Linked DNA regions of Pelodiscus sinensis: region 1 is linked to region 2. The links are chromatin contacts, called in public Hi-C maps. All regions are on one chromosome and are shown on one strand. The core of a region is the stretch at or near the end of the contact, and the rest is flanking DNA. Distances in the headings are between cores, read along the strand shown. Region 1 holds the start of APLF (aprataxin and PNKP like factor). Region 2 holds the start of CCT4 (chaperonin containing TCP1 subunit 4).

Region 1 (3,827 bases), core at 115-2,614, 820 kb after region 2:
TCCCGTGGTGTGCTGTGGATGGGGTGGGGGGCTGCTCTAGCCAAGCACCAGTCAGCCAGTTACCCCTTTATATCCCTAGTTCCTGGCACCTGTAATATCCAGGACATTCTGAGGGAAAGAGATAGTGGCATGCAAGCAACCCTATACAAGCCTGGACTGAGGCATCCGGCTGTTTCTCCCTCTGGATCCCTGACCTCGAACTACGGGGGAACAGGGAGGAGGATGTAAATATCTGGGAAGGGGCTGTGGGTGTCTGGGAAACAACTGGGAAAGGGGGCAGAGAAACCCCTATGAAACAATTCATGATTGAATACTTGACACCTGGGGGAAGGAAAAGATAGTGTATGTATTGTTACAATCAGACATATTTGCTGGCATAGGCATCTGATGCCTGAGAGGGGAAGGGGTGCAGAAAGGAAGCACCCCATTTAACCATCAAAATTTTGGCAGAGGTATGGGGAGCAGGGCAGTGAACCTCTTGGGTGTTACCACAACTTTCCTATGCTTGGTGACAAGTATTTTGAAATTAAAAAAATACAAAAAATAATCAAAACTGGCATGATTATGTAGTGTTTTGACAAATACAATTTGCAAAATTTTATAGAACTTTAAAATATTTTGCTCTGAAATGTTCCCCGCCCCCCCCACGCGCACAGAATTTAATTTCTTGGCACAGAATGTCTCCAGGAGTAGTTAGACCCCACATTTCATCTCATTTGGAGCAGAATCCAGACAAAGGTGTTGCTACAGAACGGGGCAATGCAAAACAGCACTGCCAACCCGTGCGAGGGATCAGTCTCCTCATGTTTCGAGTGTCTCTTAACGCCCAGCTCCCGGAGTCACGTTAAAAGGGAATCTCAGTTACAGCGGGGATAGGCTTGCAAAGAGGAGGGGGGCTGTGATTCCGCCTTCCCCCGCCAGGGGGTGAAGTCCGAGGACCCAATGGTCCCTTCCGGCCCCAGAAGCCCCCCCGGGATAATGTGAGGGGGATAATCGCTCCCTCACGGGAGAATCACAGCGCCTGGCCCAGCCCGAGGCGGCTCCCCGGCCGGAGACGGGGGGAGAGGGGAGCTGCAGCGGGAGCGGGGGCGGGGACAGGGAGCCCCCCCGAGGAGCCAGACTTACTCCCAACAGGGGGCCTCTTCCCAGCACGGTCTGGCCGGGCGGCAGCGCCAGCGGGCAGCCCCCGTCCGCGGGCGCGAGCTCGAAGCCCGGCATGGGCCCCGCGGGCGGGACAGGGCGCGGCCCCCGCTGCCCCTTTGCACTTTTCTTGAGCCAGGTCGGGAGGCTTCTCGCCCTTCCGCTTCCCTCTGGGGCGGCCAGCTAGCGGGCGCGTCTGGCTACCGCCCTGTGCGTTCAGATCGCCGCCCCGCCCGGAAACGGTAGTTCCCAACTCTCCCCCGCGCCGCCCGGCCGCGCTTCAGCGTCCCCGCAGGCAAACTACAAGTCCCGGCGTGCCCCGCTGCGGCGCATGCGCGGGGTCCTGTTTACCTTGGGAAGGGTGGAAACAAGCCCGTTCGAATGGGGGAGACGTTAAAACCGGCAACGGCGGGCAACGGCGCGGGGCCAGGTAGGGGGCGGACTGCTCCACGCGCCTGGGCCGGGGGCTGCTGCGGGGAGCGCTGGCTCCAGCCACGCCCTGGGCTGGGGAGTTCCGCAGCAGGGCCCAGGCTGGCAGCGGACGCAGGGCACCGTCTAACGCGGGCGGGAGCCACCGGCCCACAGAAAAGCCGCCAGGGCCACCCACACGTGAGCAGCCAATAAAACGAGCCCCTCGCATCACACTCGGCCCCTGGGGGCGGGGGGCTTCCCCCATTCCCCACCCGCGTCTACTCCTCGCCCAGCTCATGGGGGCGGGGGCAGCCTAGCCTGGGCACAGGGCATCGCCCACGGCTCGAGTGATTGCCATGGAGCTGCCCATAGGCACCAGTGTTCAAATCCCCACCTCACCCAGCATCCCAGCAGTGGTCGTCTCCAGCTCTCCTCCATGCCCCCCCGGCTGGCTTCAGTGTCGCCAGATGGAAGCTACAAGTCCCAGAGTGCCCACAGGCGTGGGGCCTATTTTCTTTAGCAAGCCACTGCCCAATAGGCTGTGAACAAGCCCATTCGGGTCGCACCTAGGGGCAGCAACACAGGGCCAGGTAGGGTGCACAAGGCACTCTGTACTTGCTCCACACATTTCCCTATGTGCAGGGGCGGCCTATCCATATAGGCAAATCGCCTAGGGCGCCAAGTTAAATGGGGTACCAAATGGTGACACAATATCGTTGAGGGGTTTGGAGGTGGGGGCACCGATTTGCAAGGTTCGCCTAGGCCGCTCCTGCCTATGTAGAATATGGGACACCGGGGAGGGGGCTGCCAGTGCTCAGAGTTTCAGCCTCACTGTGTGGGTGCAGCCACCAACACTCAGTGCTTCAGCCCTGCAGCGGAGTGGGAAGGGGGGCTGCTGGCACTCAGAACTGCAACCTTGTAGGAGGGGGAGGGGAGGACCACCACCAGCATGCAGAGCTTCAGCCTTGTAGTGGGCGGGGGAGGGAGGAGCAACCACTTGCGCTAGGGGCTTCAGCCCCATAGCTGGGGGAAGCCACTGGCACTCAAGGCGTCAGTGTTGCAGGGGTGGGACAGAAGCCACCAGTGCTCAGGATTCCAGCAGCCAAAGCTCTGACTGCTGGTGGCTCCCCATCCACCCTGCCCCACTGCAGCGATGAAGTTCACCCCCACAACATGCAGAATGGGGAAGGAAGGGGAAGATACCAGGCCCTGAGTGCTGTCAGTTCCTTCTCCCACCCCCTGCAAGGGAAATTTGGGATAATGTGCCCACTTTTTTTTTTTCCTACAAAGTCAGGACTGAAGGAGGCGGCCTTAAATAAGGGACTGTCCCAGTAAAAACAGGACAGATTGTCACCCTATGCTTGCAGCACTTGAACATATATCCTTAAGCATTAGAGTTATCTTGATAAAAGTTAACTGCATGTATAATATAAGTGACCCCTGCACTTCTTCACCCCTAGGATTACTCATGGTGGATGTGTGGAGACCATAAATTATGCAGAAAACCTCAAAGAAGAACAAACAGGAAGGTACTTCATGTAAAGAACGGACCATCCTTCCATCATCCAAAAAGAAAGAAGAAAGTCAGGAGGACTTTGTGGAGCTGCTGCCTCCAGAAGTCACCTTGAAAATTTTCAATGAACTGGACGTTCAGAGCTTATGCAAAGCTGCAATGACTTGCAAGAGCTGGAATCGCACAATTGAGAACAGTGACCATTTGTGGAAACATCACTGTTTAACTGTAAGAGCTGTCTGTCAGCGAGAGATAGACTTTGATCGAGGAAATGGATATTCATGGAAGGTAAATTAAAGGCCATGGACTGTCTAGCTTTGGGAACCTGGATAGCTTTGGGAATCAGTATTAAGATGTAAGGTTCTCTCCTTATCAGTATTTCTGATCCATCCACAGTGAAGAGAAAAATTAAAGTTATCTAATACCTGAAGCTTGTGAGCTCTCAGGGCTTGTCTACATTACAAAATTAAGTTGACTTAAGTCAGTGTACAAGCCACCAGTGGTTCACATGCACACTTGCTCCTTTGGTTGGTGGTGCATATCCCCACCAGGAGTGCTTCACCAACTGAAGTGGTACATAATAGGACACAGCTGAAGCCCACCAGCCTATGGTAACACTGGCATGGCACTCATTGCTGGCCCACTGTCAGCAGGGTACAATGGCCTCAGCTACAAGCCAGCATCTACAGCTGACAAGTGTAGCTATCATCACCAGAAAAGAGGACTACAACTAACAGCTCCCACTGGGGTTGATGGCCAACCA
Region 2 (3,391 bases), core at 102-2,601:
TTTTGTATATTTTATTAGCATCTAAATTAATACTGCAAGTCTGAACATAGTTTTTTCTGTATAGAAAAGGACAGAAAACTTTAAATGGCTCCCACACAAGTTTGTCTGCATCACTATTTAATAATCTTATCAAGGACAAATTTACTGATATAGCATAAAAAATTTTAAGAAAAATAAAGTGCATGGCTTTCATGGCTAATTCTAACACCAGGAATATGTTAAAGACAATCAATAGCTGATTATGTGAATGAAGTATTTTCAAATCCAATGAGGTATTAATGGTATTATAAGCCACACAGATTTAAAAATGCTGAGTGGTTTCACTGGTCTCATAGTGAATTTCAATTAAGGATGTAAAAAGTAAACCCTGTTACTTGGTAATTAGCCACACCCACGTTTACCTGGGAAACAGTTAACTGGTTGGAGCAGACCTGCCACCTGCAGCAGACTGTCTTAATCCCAATTAAAAAGTTAACCCTTTCACTATATAATTTTAAAGTGTTATTTACATTTCAAATTTCAATGCCTTCTGCCCCGGTAAAATGATCAGGCCTTATGACAACTGCCAATTACAGTCCCTTCCCCACCAGATTTTGGTCTTAGCACCATAACAGTTACTACATTAAAAAAAAAAACCTAGAAAAAATGGGGGGGGGGGGGAGGGTTTGCAGAGAACACTCTCTCCCCTGCAGACAAGGCCCATGCGGTGTTAGCTAAAAGGAAGAAACGTCTCCAGCAGCGGCTGTAGCTGATGCAGTGATGGAGCCTGGGGGGACGACTGTCTAGAATTCACCCTCCACGAAGGCGTCCGGCCCGCTGGTGGGGTGGGGTGGGGTGGGGGCAGGGTCTGTGTGTGTGATGGAGTCTTCACCCCCCACGACTATGGGACTGAAGGGAGGGGGGGTCACTGTAGGAAGAAGCCGCCGCCTCGCGCTTCCCCGCACAACGGCAGGAGGAACAGGACCGCGGGCGAGACAGAGGCCGCCACCGATCCCCCGACCCCCCCCCCCCTTCCGCCCTGACAGAGATTTTTTTTTCGGTCCCTTTCATCAGTCGGGCCGGGCGCACCTTTGCCGGCAGAGATGTTGCTGAAGCGGATTTGCGCCGGCTTGTCCCGGTCCTGGTAGGCGCTTCTTTTACGGCCTCCGTTGCCACCCGGGAGGGCTCTGGGCCCCGCGTTCTCCGGCATGTCGGTTCCCCGGCGCCTCGCTGCGTCTAAGTCCCGGATGGAGACGGATGAACCGGGCCGGCCCGCGCTAACGATCCCCGCCGCGAAGCTTCCAGAACGCACCGCCTCAGCCTGCGCCTCCCGGCCCGTCAGAGCCACCCGCAGGCGAAAGGGGAGGAACGAACTGACGCCGCGAGTGACGTCATTAGGGCCGCGCTCGCCGGCCGATAGGCCGGGGACAACGGTCTGCGCGAGGCGGGGCCGGCGCGGCCATCTTGCGAGGCGGGGCTTTGTCCGCTATGGGAAGTGCTGAGCGCGCGGGTGTCCTGAGCCGGCTGGCAGCGCGGCTCGTGCAGAGTGTGCGCGGCGGGAGGGGAATCTCTCAGGAGCGAACGGCCCGACTCCGATGGGTCCCTGAGCGGCTGGAACGGTCTGCGCGGAGTGCCCGGGGCGGGGCGGGAGGGATGAGCTGGGGGGCGGACCGGCCCGCTCTGAGGCGGTGCAAGTGCTCTCAGGCGCCCGCTCGCAGCGCCCCACTTTCCCGGGAGCAGCAGCAGCTTGGGGTGGGGTCTCGCCCCCAGGCTCGCTGAGCAGACTGCGGCTCTCTTGTCCGCGCAATGCTGCGCTCGCACCTTTCCCTAGCGTCGGCAGAGCTGGGCAGCGGTTCGATATCGTGTTGCCAACTTTTCCCAGGCCAGCGCTAAAAATTTCTCAAATCTGATGAAAAATTCCCATATTAATTGTATATGTTATAAAGGCTATTTTATGTATAGTTAATTCATTTGTTTTATATATATATATATATATAATTAACTCGAAATATATGACAATAATTTAGATGATTTTATGATGCTCTTTATAATTAAAAATATAATGTTATTAAAGCTGAACTTTTCATCCAAAAATAATTATTTTTATATATCCAAATATCCTTAATTACTTCATGGATGGTATTTCATAAAATGAAAGAATAATAAAACATTTTAATTATTTTACTCAAGGTAAAATCAGTACAGTATACACTTCAGAATACATTTCAGTTATATATGATAAATAAAGGAACACTTCAAATATAAAAGATTTTCGTTTCATATAAAATGAATAGAATATTTAATACATAATACTTAACTATCACGATGAGTTTTACTCATCAGATGAGTCATGACTCGACTCCTCACTAGAAATGTCATCACCATTAATATTTTTATCAGTCTGACTGCCAGTTTTTCTGGCATATCCATATTTGTACATACAGTAAAACTCCAATAGTCCGGCATCCAATTGTACGGCACTCCTGATAATCCGGCATCAAAATGGCAAGAGCCTAGTGAGTGAGCTTCAGCAGAAAACTCCTCAAGGAAGCAGCTGAACCGAGTGAAAAGGGTTAAAAAAACTAAAACATTACAGTATATTATATACAGTATGCACAATAAAAAGGGTTAAAACACTTTATATACAGTATATACTGTATACAGCAGTGGTCCCCAACGCAGTGCCCGCGGGCGCCATGGCGCCCGCCGAGGCATTTCTGTGTGCCCGCCGACAACCTGGGTCGGCCCATCCCCGGCGTGCGGCGCACTGGAGGCGCCGGCCCCAGGCGAGCGACACGCACCGGCACCTGGTGCGTGGCGCTCGGGCGGCTCCAGCCCCGGGGCACATCCGGGCCCACGGCACAAGGCGCTCGGGCGGCACCGGCCCTGGGGCACATGCCGGCGCCCAGTGCAAGGGCATCCCTACCCCTGGTGTGCCCCAGGATGCGCGGCTCCGCCCCCGGGCACCCAGCGCGAGTGGCCCCGCCCCCGGGCGCCAGGGAGCCTCTAAAGGTTGGGGACCACTGGTATACAGTGTCTGTGTGTGTGTGTGTGTGTGTATATATATATATATATATATTTAAAACCAGTTTATAGTACCGCCTGATAGTCCGGCATATCCAATAATCTGGCACCACCTTGGTCCCAAAGGTTCTGGATTATCGGAAGTCTACTGTATTTTTATTATGTAAATGTAAATGCTTATTTGTAATTACAAAACTAGAACATTTTTTTTTTTGCTTTAAAAGCTGATCTGACAATTACACTAGAATTAAGTGTTTTAGTTTTCATGTTACTCCTTTTCTTAGTTTTAATGTCTGTAACCATTGAAAAAATTCTCTCACATTCTGCATTTGAATGTGGCAATGCTAAAACCTTTTGAGCTGATTTATGAATGTTTGAAAACATAAAT

Evidence for each region. A called contact is a pair of places that touch in the nucleus more often than the background predicts.
Region 1: a contact with region 2 is called in a Hi-C map of blood, with 4 times the contacts expected there. The contact joins the promoter of APLF here to the promoter of CCT4 in region 2. A contact is called at or near these places in 2 of 5 Hi-C or Micro-C datasets (blood and liver).

What each region holds. Positions count from the first base shown.
Region 1 is chr3:181,609,897-181,613,723 of ASM4963464v1, forward strand. It overlaps APLF (aprataxin and PNKP like factor), which reads right to left and starts at 1,365. Exons shown (of 11, transcript XM_006114108.4): 1 at 1,126-1,365. The coding sequence starts at 1,218. FBXO48 (F-box protein 48) reads left to right here and starts at 1,423. Exons shown (of 3, transcript XM_006114107.4): 1 at 1,423-1,570; 2 at 3,012-3,352. The coding sequence starts at 3,047.
Region 2 is chr3:180,786,824-180,790,214 of ASM4963464v1, forward strand. CCT4 (chaperonin containing TCP1 subunit 4) reads right to left here and starts at 1,352. Exons shown (of 14, transcript XM_075925552.1): 1 at 1,069-1,352. The coding sequence starts at 1,189.